2 separate regions of the Mus musculus genome follow, and region 1 is linked to region 2. A link is a contact called in public Hi-C data. All regions are on one chromosome and are shown on one strand. The core of a region is the stretch at or near the end of the contact, and the rest is flanking DNA. Distances in the headings are between cores, read along the strand shown.

Region 1 (4,625 bases), core at 1,902-4,401, 92 kb before region 2:
ATGAGGGTACAGGCCTGGAGCTAAGAAGAGTGTGGAACATTCTGGCAGCTACACATCCGGACAGGAAGAAGCATGGGAGAGGGACAGGGTGTGACACCTTGGCAGACAGCAAGGGTGCAGCGATTTCACACTGTCTCTGTGCTCTGCCTGCTCTTGCAGCCTGCCCCTTGCTCTGGTCCCCTCCCCACCAGTCTTTCTGGCCTTCCCAGCTCTTCTGGGGACCCACCTAGGTCTCCTGACTTCTCAGAAAGGTGGTAGCAAGGCCAGGGGGCCAGATGGCCTGAGATGCAAAGGAGGCACCAGAGATACAGGCACTATCTCCTGGCCTCCATCCCATCACTCTCCTTGGGCCTCAATAGCCATTTTCAAAACAAAGGGGGCCAGTCAAAGATGGGCAGGTCTGGCCATCCCCAAACTAGTTAGGAGTTGACTAGTGAGAGGTATATTGAAATTAATGGTTTATCTGATCATCATCATTACTCTTAAAAAATTTAAAAACTTGGTGTGTGTGTGTGTGTGTGTGTGTGTGTGTGTGTGTGTGTGTGTGTGGTTACAACCCCCAGGAGTCAGCTCTCTGCTCCTACCATGTGGGTCCTGTAGACCTTTACCTGCTGAGCCATCTCGCAAGCAGCGGAAATTCTTGTCATTACAAATATAGTTAAAAACAAAAGAGAACGTGCCAAGTAAAATCATTAATTCTGAGAACAAGAATCAACCCAGGACCAACACGCACAGACTTGTTGGTCCTCAGCCTCAGTGGGATACTGTGACACACCAGTGGCCAGCAGGCCCACGGCAGCAGTGAGGCAAACTATTTGTGGGCAATTGGGAGGGCCAGTCTAGGGCAGGGCCAGTGAGGGCCATCCTGAAGTTGTAGCCCAGAGTGAGGGCGGCTCTGCAGCCATGCAAGCTAGCCCAGGATCCCCAGTGTCCTGAGGTGGCTTTAGGCCCAGATGGACTTTACCCCAGTAGAGGAGATCTTGGCTCCATGCTTCACGGCAGGACAGGCTAAGTTCTTCCCCAGTAAGCCCCACTCTCTCTCCTGCTTGGTGCAGCGTGCTCCCTGCCCTCCTCCTCCATCCCCCACTCCCTGACCGCTTTCCTGCTCAGCGTGCTCCCTGCCCTTGTTCTCTCCCCACTCTTGTTCACGCTGTGGCCCCAGGCCTAGAACCACAAGGCATACAGCAGGTACCCAATGCATACGTTAATTAAAGAGAGGCCGGTGGAAATGCCCACTCCTGGGGACAGCACAGCTCTCCCACAGAGACATTCCTGGTGCCTGCGCTGTACAAGCCTGAGGAAGTTCTTTCCCTGGGTGACTTTCAAGACAAACGTACCCCACCTCCCCACTCCGGTGCCAGGCCTGCTTTTATTTTAAGCACCCTGACAGACAGCTTTCTAAACTGAGCAGTGCTTTTCTTCCCAAGCAGTAGTACCAACCGTGACATGGCTGTGGTGACTGCTGGGGAGACAGCCTGTTGGCTGTCTTTTTCTTAAAATGCCCACCAAAGTGCTGTTGCCCCCTAGCTTCACGCATGGCTACTTTCCTGAGATGGGTGCTGTCCATAGCACTGACTCTCCTGAGGGGTCAGAGCCATCTATCTGTCCAACTGCTGGAGCTGGCCTGCCTCAGTCCTGTGACCCAGAGGTGACATCCAAGGCAGGGTTGCTTGCTTGGATGCAGTTTTTGTGTTTCTTTCTTCTCAGTTAATACAAACGACCACCATGTGAAATTCTCGAAAGCCTCAGAAGCTACAAAGACATCCCACAGGTGACCATGTGAGAGGGTCTGTATCCCACTTCTAATCTCCACAAGCATATATGAGCGAGTCCCTGTCTGGTTGCTGCCATCAGTGGGAGCAGAGAAAGGTGTCTCTAACCGGGCATGCCTCTGTAGTGCATCATGGTTTCACACTACCTGCTTGCTCCCTGTAGCCTATCAAATTTGGGACCTCTAACCAAATCTGACAGGCTTTCTCCCTGCTCCTGGCCTGTCTTCCCCATCTTTATTTGAGCTCCCGTTTCCTCGACTGACAGACAGTGGTCCAGGTGAGGGTCTGAAAGCTGGTCTTGCAATGTGCAGGGAAGGCCTGCACCTGAGCTGGGGTGGGGGGGCGGGCTGGCCAAGAGGCCCGGCTGAGTCAATGAGAACCATCTTCTGCAGATACGGAGGCGCCAGGCACTCTCTGACTTGGCATCTGATTCACAGGCAGGGCACCTAATTAGACCGGCCATTCTTGGCCTGCCATCTGCTAAATCTAGCCTTCTTTTCAAAGAGTCCCACTAAAAGTACTCTTTAACTGCCAAACGGTGGCAGGTTTTGCTCTGGCAACTGATGTGGTTGGTCATTTAGTCTCTCAATATCCCATCACCAATCTCAGCAACATTTTAATAGGAGGCAACAAAACCAGCTGACTTCTGAGTCTCCTCAACTTCTTCCCCAGCTCCATTCCTCGTTTTCTGATTCCCATGGCTAAACTTTCAGGGCTGGGTAAAGCTCCACCCATGCACTCTCCCCAGTCCTCAAAGCTTTATTCCACTTGCAATGTGTGTGTGTGTGTGTGTGTGTGTGTGTGTGTGTGTATGTGAGGTATATATAAAATAGTTTTACACTTTCAATAACAAAATTGTGTTTTGTTCAGCATTGAAGATGTAGTAAAAACATGCCAGTGCAACAAAAGATTGCTATTAACTAATTTTGTGAGGACCTAGGTTTGGGCCCATTGTGCTGTAAGCTAATGATGTTCCTGGGAGATAAAAGCAGTCTGCTTGCCAGGCCTGCTTGTCGTTGAGGGAGGCCAGGGAAGAGCACTAATGCTCCTGAGAGACCAAGGCCAAGGAGGATGCGTTGCCTGCAGGTTGAGTGCTGGGCTGAAACAAAGCTTGTAAAAACATCAAAGTGCTTGGAACCTAGGGGAAGCAGGCAAGGAGGGGAGGCCGGGAAACAAAATTACCAAGCAGACATGGACAAGCCAGGGTACCATGGATGCAAGGTGGAGAGTGATTCGTGCCAGGCTGGAGATCCAGAAGCCTTGCTTCCCCTCACTGCAGGGAACCAGAGGCCAGCCCGGCTCCCTGTGGGCTCCCATCTGGAGAGCCAAGACAGCAGGCTGGATTGAATGAAGTTCCCTCTGCCTCAGTTTAAGGCTGTGAAAGTCTTTATGTACCCAGATGGAGGAGAACTGAGTGGGGTGGGGAGTGGGGAGGGCAGAAGGACTCTTTCAGGAGACCTTGAAGCAGCTGCCAGTCAACACTCTGGAGAGGGGCTGCCAGTCAAAGCAGTGTCCCTAAGTTCCTCTGCCATACTGAGGTGCAGAGTGCCCCAAGACACCCTTCCAGGCTGGAGCTGTTCTAGAAAGCAGGTGGAGCTGCGGCGGGGCAGTGCATGTGGTCAGCCCTCTGGGCGACAGGCTCACTGCTCCATAACTGGTCCTGCCCTTCCTACGAGCAGGATGACCTTGGGTATGGACTCTATGGGTCAGGAGAGAGACAGCATCTGACCCCACTCAACCCTCACATCAATGACGGTGGAGGGACCATTCCAAGTGCCATTTGCAAGTCAGGGAAGACTGGGAGTTCAAGGGACTTACTTAGGTTAGGTGGCAACTGAGCAGCAGGGCAGGGCTTGTCCAGGCCACACAACCTGAACTGAGGGTCAGTCTCTGACCTATACCCAGTAGCCTCCCACTGGAGGACTTCCTGGGTGGACAAGTGTTTTGAGTGGTGCCAAATCATGGGCTCTCTCCTCTCCTAGGGAAGGGCTTGGACAGATACCCAAACCTTGGACAAGTTTCCTTCCTTGCTTGCTAGAGCCTCTGCCTATTTGCTGCTAAGCACGAGGCTCTCTTTCTGTACTACACTGGCCAGAGGGACAACTGAATTCATCTCCTGCCCATGTTACACGGGAGCAGTAGGATGAGGAGGGCTGCAGTACACAGTGATTCAGAGGAAGTACAGAACACAGGAGGTTGGGGGTCCTGGAGATAGTGCAGAAGCCATGTGTTCCCCCGTCCAGGGATGAGTCTGGGACACACCCCTGCCCCAAGCCCAGGAGCCAAAGTGGTGACCTAGGAAAGGTTTGGAGAGGGAAGGCTCTTAGACCTACTGCTGCCAGGCACACTTCCCTGAAAGGGAAGGCTCTGCAAGTGAGAGGATGGAGACCACCATAGCAGCCAGGGGTAGGAACAACCATGTGGTCTGCAGCAGGGACCCTCGGCTGTGTGTGCTCCTCCTCCCCCACCTCATTTCCACACAGCTCTAACCTGGGGTGGTTTAGTTTTTATAGAACGAGAGACCCTTGAGTGTCTTCAGGGGCTCAGGAGACCTCTCAGGGGGAGGCATTAGTACCTGCAGGAACCACACCCAGCTTTAGAAGCTGTTGAGGGGCGCTGCCTAAGAGCTCAGAATATGAGGAAGCCCAGGCCACCAGGAGCAGGACAGCAGCCTAGGTGAGCTGGCCTCAGCCTCCAGCAAATCCTCCATCCTTTCTAGACAGCTTCACTGATCCTTAGAGCCAAACACCCAAGGCGTGTCCCTGCCAGGCTAGGGACTTGGGGCTGCTATTAAAAGCATCTCCTGCGAGGTACCCAAGTAACTACAGCTGCTTATTTAAGAGAGAATTTGGT
Region 2 (5,245 bases), core at 1,220-3,719:
ACACTCGATACTCACAAAACTCATTTGGGACATACTGCTGCCACCACATATAATAGTTGCCATGACATATGAATAGCTAACACTTAGTGATTGCCATCTGGGACATGATGTGAGCTGTGTTTCCATTATTGTCACCCTGTTTGACAAAGGAAAGGATTAAGATGAGTAATTTCAAAGAGGCTGGGAACATGGCATGCAGATAAACAGAAACTCCAGGCCGAGACTCAGTCTAGCCAGAAGCAGTGCAGTTTGGGCTGACCCTTCCTCATTTTTATCTACCACAAATCCTAAGCACTAATAAGGATTCTCTCTATCTCTAGGGTCTAACCTAAACCCACTAATATGCAGCAGTTTCTTGAGCTGCTTTCTGTGGAAAGTTTCTGTTTCAAACACTATCTGCCACGTTGGAAGACGGAGTCAAACAAAGCACACACCCTTGTCCTGGGGACTGAGGGGAACGAATGCTGGTGCTCAGCACCAGAGTTGAGGAAGAGCGGAACCAGCAGGTAAGCATCTCATTCAAGCTCAGAGCCCACTGCAGAGCCAACTACACCTGACATGAATTCCGAGAGACCTGAAGTTTTGTTGAGGGGGGGACACATGGGTGCTTACGCAGATGGGTTAAAACTCAGATCAACATACCTGACAGTCTACTCAACCATATGGAGTCCTTTGTAGGTAAAACCCACCAGAGTAGGGAAGGCCCAACAGTCTGACTGGCTGCTGCTTCACTCCCAGTCCATACTGTGTCAGAGGCAATACTGCAATGCTGGAGATCAGTGTCTGCTTGAAGAATCTCAAGGATGTGGAGTACTGGTCTCTCCTTTATCTGTTTTGTTCACTAGTCTGACCTCTGCAGGAGGACCTGAGATCATTACAAGCCCACAAGGCAGAGGGCCTCACTGTTCACCATGACAGATGAGGAGCATCTTTGTGAATGTCACCACTGAAGGTTGGCAAAACCACTTTAGAGTGAATGCATTTTCTTTCCTCATCCCAATCAAACATAGAATCAAGCCCAGTTCATATGCTACAGAATGTACATAGCTTACATTTTCTTCTTTGGGAGAGGTCTCCTGCCCTCTGCCACAATATAAAGCCCACCATGGCTGTGCCAGCCCCCGCCCAAGACTATCATCTATGTCTGAGCAAAGGAATCCCACATGGCCAACTGAAAGAGAAAGAAAGGGCCCAAGTTTGGTCTACGGATGGGCCATCTGATAAGTGAGCACCAGCCAGTCACACGTATCAGCTGACTTACAGATTGGCTTTAAAAATCAGCAACGAGGGGTGATTTTTCGCAGTGATGGGGACTTCAGTAACACTGTACACTCCACAGGAGTAGTAGCAAAGGTTATGTGATACATGGTCTCATAAGTGGCCCACCTAGATTGGTAAGTCAGGACAAGGACAGAAGTAGACATATGTGTGGGCACATGGGGAATGGAAAGGGTGGAAGAGCCCACATGTCATCACCAACCCTCAAGGAAAAGGCACTGGGCAACTAGAAGGCAGACTCCTAGCCCACTGTCTACCCAGTGTATCCACTCAAAGTGGCCATGGTAGCAGAAATGGCCGAACATGAATATACCCTTCTTGAAGTGATCTGGCTACTGATGCCAATCAATATCTGCCGGCAAGAGAGACTAATACTGAGTAGCCAGCATCTGCTTGGTGAAGCTGATGAGCTGACATCTTCTATTCTAGAGGGCTAGCAGTCTACTCTCACAAGAATGATGCCTGTGATGCCAGGACATCACTATGCAAAAATGAGGTACCATCCCCCAAGATACAGGATATGGATCAAACCAGAGAGGATCAGTAGGATGCTGTGCCTCTGAGGGAAAGAATACACAGGTCTGAGAGTCAAGGGGAACTAAGAGAAATGTCTCTTCACTCAGAAGAGACTTGGAACATCACTGTCCTGGGACTCTGACCAGGGGGAATGCAGTTCCACTGTATCATGGCATGGCTGCCTCCTGGGTACTCTGCAATCTGGTCTTAGAATCTGGGAGCACAGAGGTGTTATCATCTTGCCTCAGCACTGGCTCTGAGAAGCAGGCAGTGGATGAGGAGGAGTCCAGGTGGCTACCCTCATGGTGTCCTAGTATACTCACCCATTGTGACTCTAGGTGCCTGGTCTTAGAGGGGCCTGGTGATGGGGCTCAGGTGTGGCAGGAATGAAGCTGTGTGTCTCCCTGGGCCAGCTCTGCACTAAGGGTGAGTAGAACCCAGAATGATAGCTCAGCAGAGTATCAGTGACAGCAACAGCATTCACCATTGGTGTTGGAAGTTGTGAGAGCATGCTTCTGGGGTTGGGGAATCAATGACTAGCATTCTGAAACACCACTATATGGTACCAGAATTGAGACTGTTACAGAGCAGGGTTGGTGAGATTCAGTCCCTGTGGCCAGCTGTGGGGACAGTCAGCTCCCAGCTGTCCGGCTCCTTCAGCACCTGCCCCAGCTGTGTGTTGAAGCCTCACTGCAGTGTAGCCTTCTTGGAGTCCCTGCAGTTTTTGACTGAGTGAGGCAGTATACAGAAGGGCACCTCCTACTGAGCACCAGGCAGTGCTGCTCCAGACATTTCCCAGGAGGTCAAGGGCCTGTTGGATGTAGGCAAATTGTTCTCCGGTGGCCTAGACCCTTTCTTCCCCTTCCTTTCCCAGGTACTGACCCCTAATAAACATACCATACATCAGCACCCATGCCTTATACAGTTAACAAGTAGGGCTGCCAGAATCCTCACACCCAGCTCTGCTTCAGGGGACTGGACAGAGTGTGAGTGCCAGTGTCAGCACACCTATAGCTGAGGAGAGGACTGCACCTTCAGAATGACTCAGTTTTCCCTCTGTGGCAGACTGGCTTTGGCCAGTGAGCTGTCATCTCATTCCATGGACTCATTTGTAGCACAGAAGTATCTGTCCACCCTGGCTGATAAAGTACTGCCTCTGCCAAAAAGCAGTGTGCACCGGGCAAGGCTCCAGGGCCACCAGGCACACTGAAGCATAAAGCTCTGCAGTAGAGGGAGCCACACCCTTCCACCTGCAAAGAATCTGGAGCCGAGGGCTTGACACTGGGTTCACGGACAGATCTCCAGTAAGTGGGGAGATGATCTCTAAGAAGAGCAAAGCAAAGCAGAGGAAGGGTTCAGAGATCATGCAAAATCGTGGGGAAAGACAGATGTAACTATGTCCTATATCCCGGATTTTTCTGCCTCTCCTAATCCATCTTACTCGAGGGAAGAGGGACGCAAGCAGGGCTATTCTGAGAAAACCTCAGGAACTCAGATGAGTTCTCTGCGGCCAGAGTTTCTCTAACACAGGAGGTGGTGGAAGAGATGCCTCCTGGCTCTTCCAGTCTGAGTTTCATGGTGGCCCAAATATGCTTCCTCAAGAATACAGAAGTTCCTTTGGGGTGAGGACAGTTCTGCATAGTGTCTACATGTCTGCTGAACAAACTGCATTGAATTAATTGGTCATAAGGGACCTCTAAATTCTAAGTGTTCCTTTGTTAAAAATAAAAATCTGCCAAAAACCATATTTTTGAGAAAACCCATTCCAGCCCACATGTGATGTGGAAAGTCAGATCTGTGCACAGCCTGTGGGGGGTAAGGTCCATTTCAACTGACAGAAAAAGGTTTAGATGAGGGAGAAAATACAATTGGTAGCTTCAACTTAATGCATTACATAATTTCATTGTTACAGTTTTCTAACAGCCCAAGTCTGAACCCTCTTCCCACTTCAAATCAACTTCTTCTTCTTTTTTTTTTTTTAATGTGCCGAATGGGAAGAAGGGTTTTCTAGAACCACCATGCTTGGAAATCATGCTCACAGTATTGGTAAGAATGAAGTAAATGTTACTCTAAGCCCCATGAGAGAATTACAGGGCTCTTTTCTTTAGAGCCCCGTGATGCCCGGTGAGTCCCTCTGATGGCAAGAAATCCTCAGATTGTCCCATTACTTGGGGAGCTGGAAAAGCTGCCATGAACAAAGTCCCTAAAGCCAAAAGTCACAGCCCTTCAACGGTGTGCCCGAGCTCCAGAACATATTGGAAAGAGACCTGGGGACATGCATAGTACTTTAGGAGTCTCTTTGCAGACTGGACAAAAGAAAACCTGGGGACCACCCTGTCCCATGTGTGTATTTTCCAAAGTTCAAAATAAAGTTGTTTTTAATTTGATCTGAGACCAAAGTCTTGATACAGAAAGTTAAGGATGAGGTCATTAGACAATGAGGTCACTGGGTGAAAGGTGAGAGACAGGGTGAGCAGGGGAAGTGTCTGCTTAGCAGGCCTTACTCTGATTGCAAGAATATTTACTCATGCCCTACTGCTTATTCAGCATCCAGCATGGTGGGCATCAGGTTTTCTTCCCCGAATCATGAAAGTGAACACAAAGTGGAACTTAGTGCAAATGAGTGAGGATAATGTCGATTTAAGCCAGGCCTAGTGGCCCTCATAATCCCAGCTCTTGGGAGGCAGAGGTGGGAGGTTCACCACAAATCTGAGGCCAGCTTCATCTATACAGTGTTCTAGACCAGCCAGGGCTACACAGCAAGATGGGTTTCAATAAACAAACAAAATTCAAGTAAGCAAAAAGAATTGCAAGAATGGCATGAATTTAGATATCAGTGGCTCAAAAATGAGTAAGTATTCTTACAGAAAAAAAAAAAATCAAAGCAAACTTGCTAGATGCCTGTCACCACCAACAGCCACTCCAGACCACAGCTATCACAGCTGCCCAAGAAGGAAGACCTCAAAGCTAAGGAACAGAAAACACAGACAAAGCTCTGTGTTTAGACCCCTACATGGGTGAGGGTGTAGAGCACCTGGACCCTCAAACCCTGCTGCTAGGAATGTGAAGTGATACAACTTCTTTGGAAAATTGTTCATCAACTTCTTAAAAACTTAAACATATATCTATGAGGTAACCAAGGTACTACAATCCAAATTCGTATGCAGAAAAGAGAAGCACATGCCCACACAGAGCCTGGCACGCCAAAGGTCAGAATGGCTTTATCCATCAAGACAAAGGGACAAATTGTGGGACACTCAGTGGACTACTGTACAGTAGCAAACAGAAATGATGTATACATGCAACAATAGGCTCAATCTCATGGTCATGTCAAGTAATAAAGACAGAGTTTTAAAAAAGGGTTATGTTATATGGCTTCATCAACATAAAGTTCTGGAAAATACAAACTAATTTACAGGAAGAATGACAAAGGAGCATGGGACAATATTTA

What was found. A called contact is a pair of places that touch in the nucleus more often than the background predicts.
Region 1: a contact with region 2 is called in a Hi-C map of the N1E-115 cell line, with 2.7 times the contacts expected there. The contact joins two enhancer-like sites. A contact is called at or near these places in 5 of 484 Hi-C or Micro-C datasets (the HL-1 cell line, the N1E-115 cell line, adipose-derived mesenchymal stem cells and 2 more), 2 of 115 datasets of contacts at active chromatin or transcription factors (embryonic basal ganglia and embryonic stem cells) and 2 of 9 other capture datasets (adipose tissue and embryonic stem cells).

Annotation. Positions count from the first base shown.
Region 1 is chr2:29,518,032-29,522,656 of GRCm38.p6, reverse strand. The region is part of intron 6 of Med27 (mediator complex subunit 27); the gene reads right to left. Among named protein-coding and RNA genes, the nearest start is that of Gm30761, 26 kb to the left of the region's middle. Within about 2 kb of position 3,151, at least 3 of the 459 cell types and tissues checked have an H3K27ac peak or open chromatin away from gene starts, as enhancers often do. A contact at or near this core is called in the N1E-115 cell line, where this site is marked.
Region 2 is chr2:29,424,590-29,429,834 of GRCm38.p6, reverse strand. The region is part of intron 3 of Med27 (mediator complex subunit 27); the gene reads right to left. Among named protein-coding and RNA genes, the nearest start is that of Mir133c, 48 kb to the left of the region's middle. Within about 2 kb of position 2,469, at least 11 of the 459 cell types and tissues checked have an H3K27ac peak or open chromatin away from gene starts, as enhancers often do. A contact at or near this core is called in the N1E-115 cell line, where this site is marked.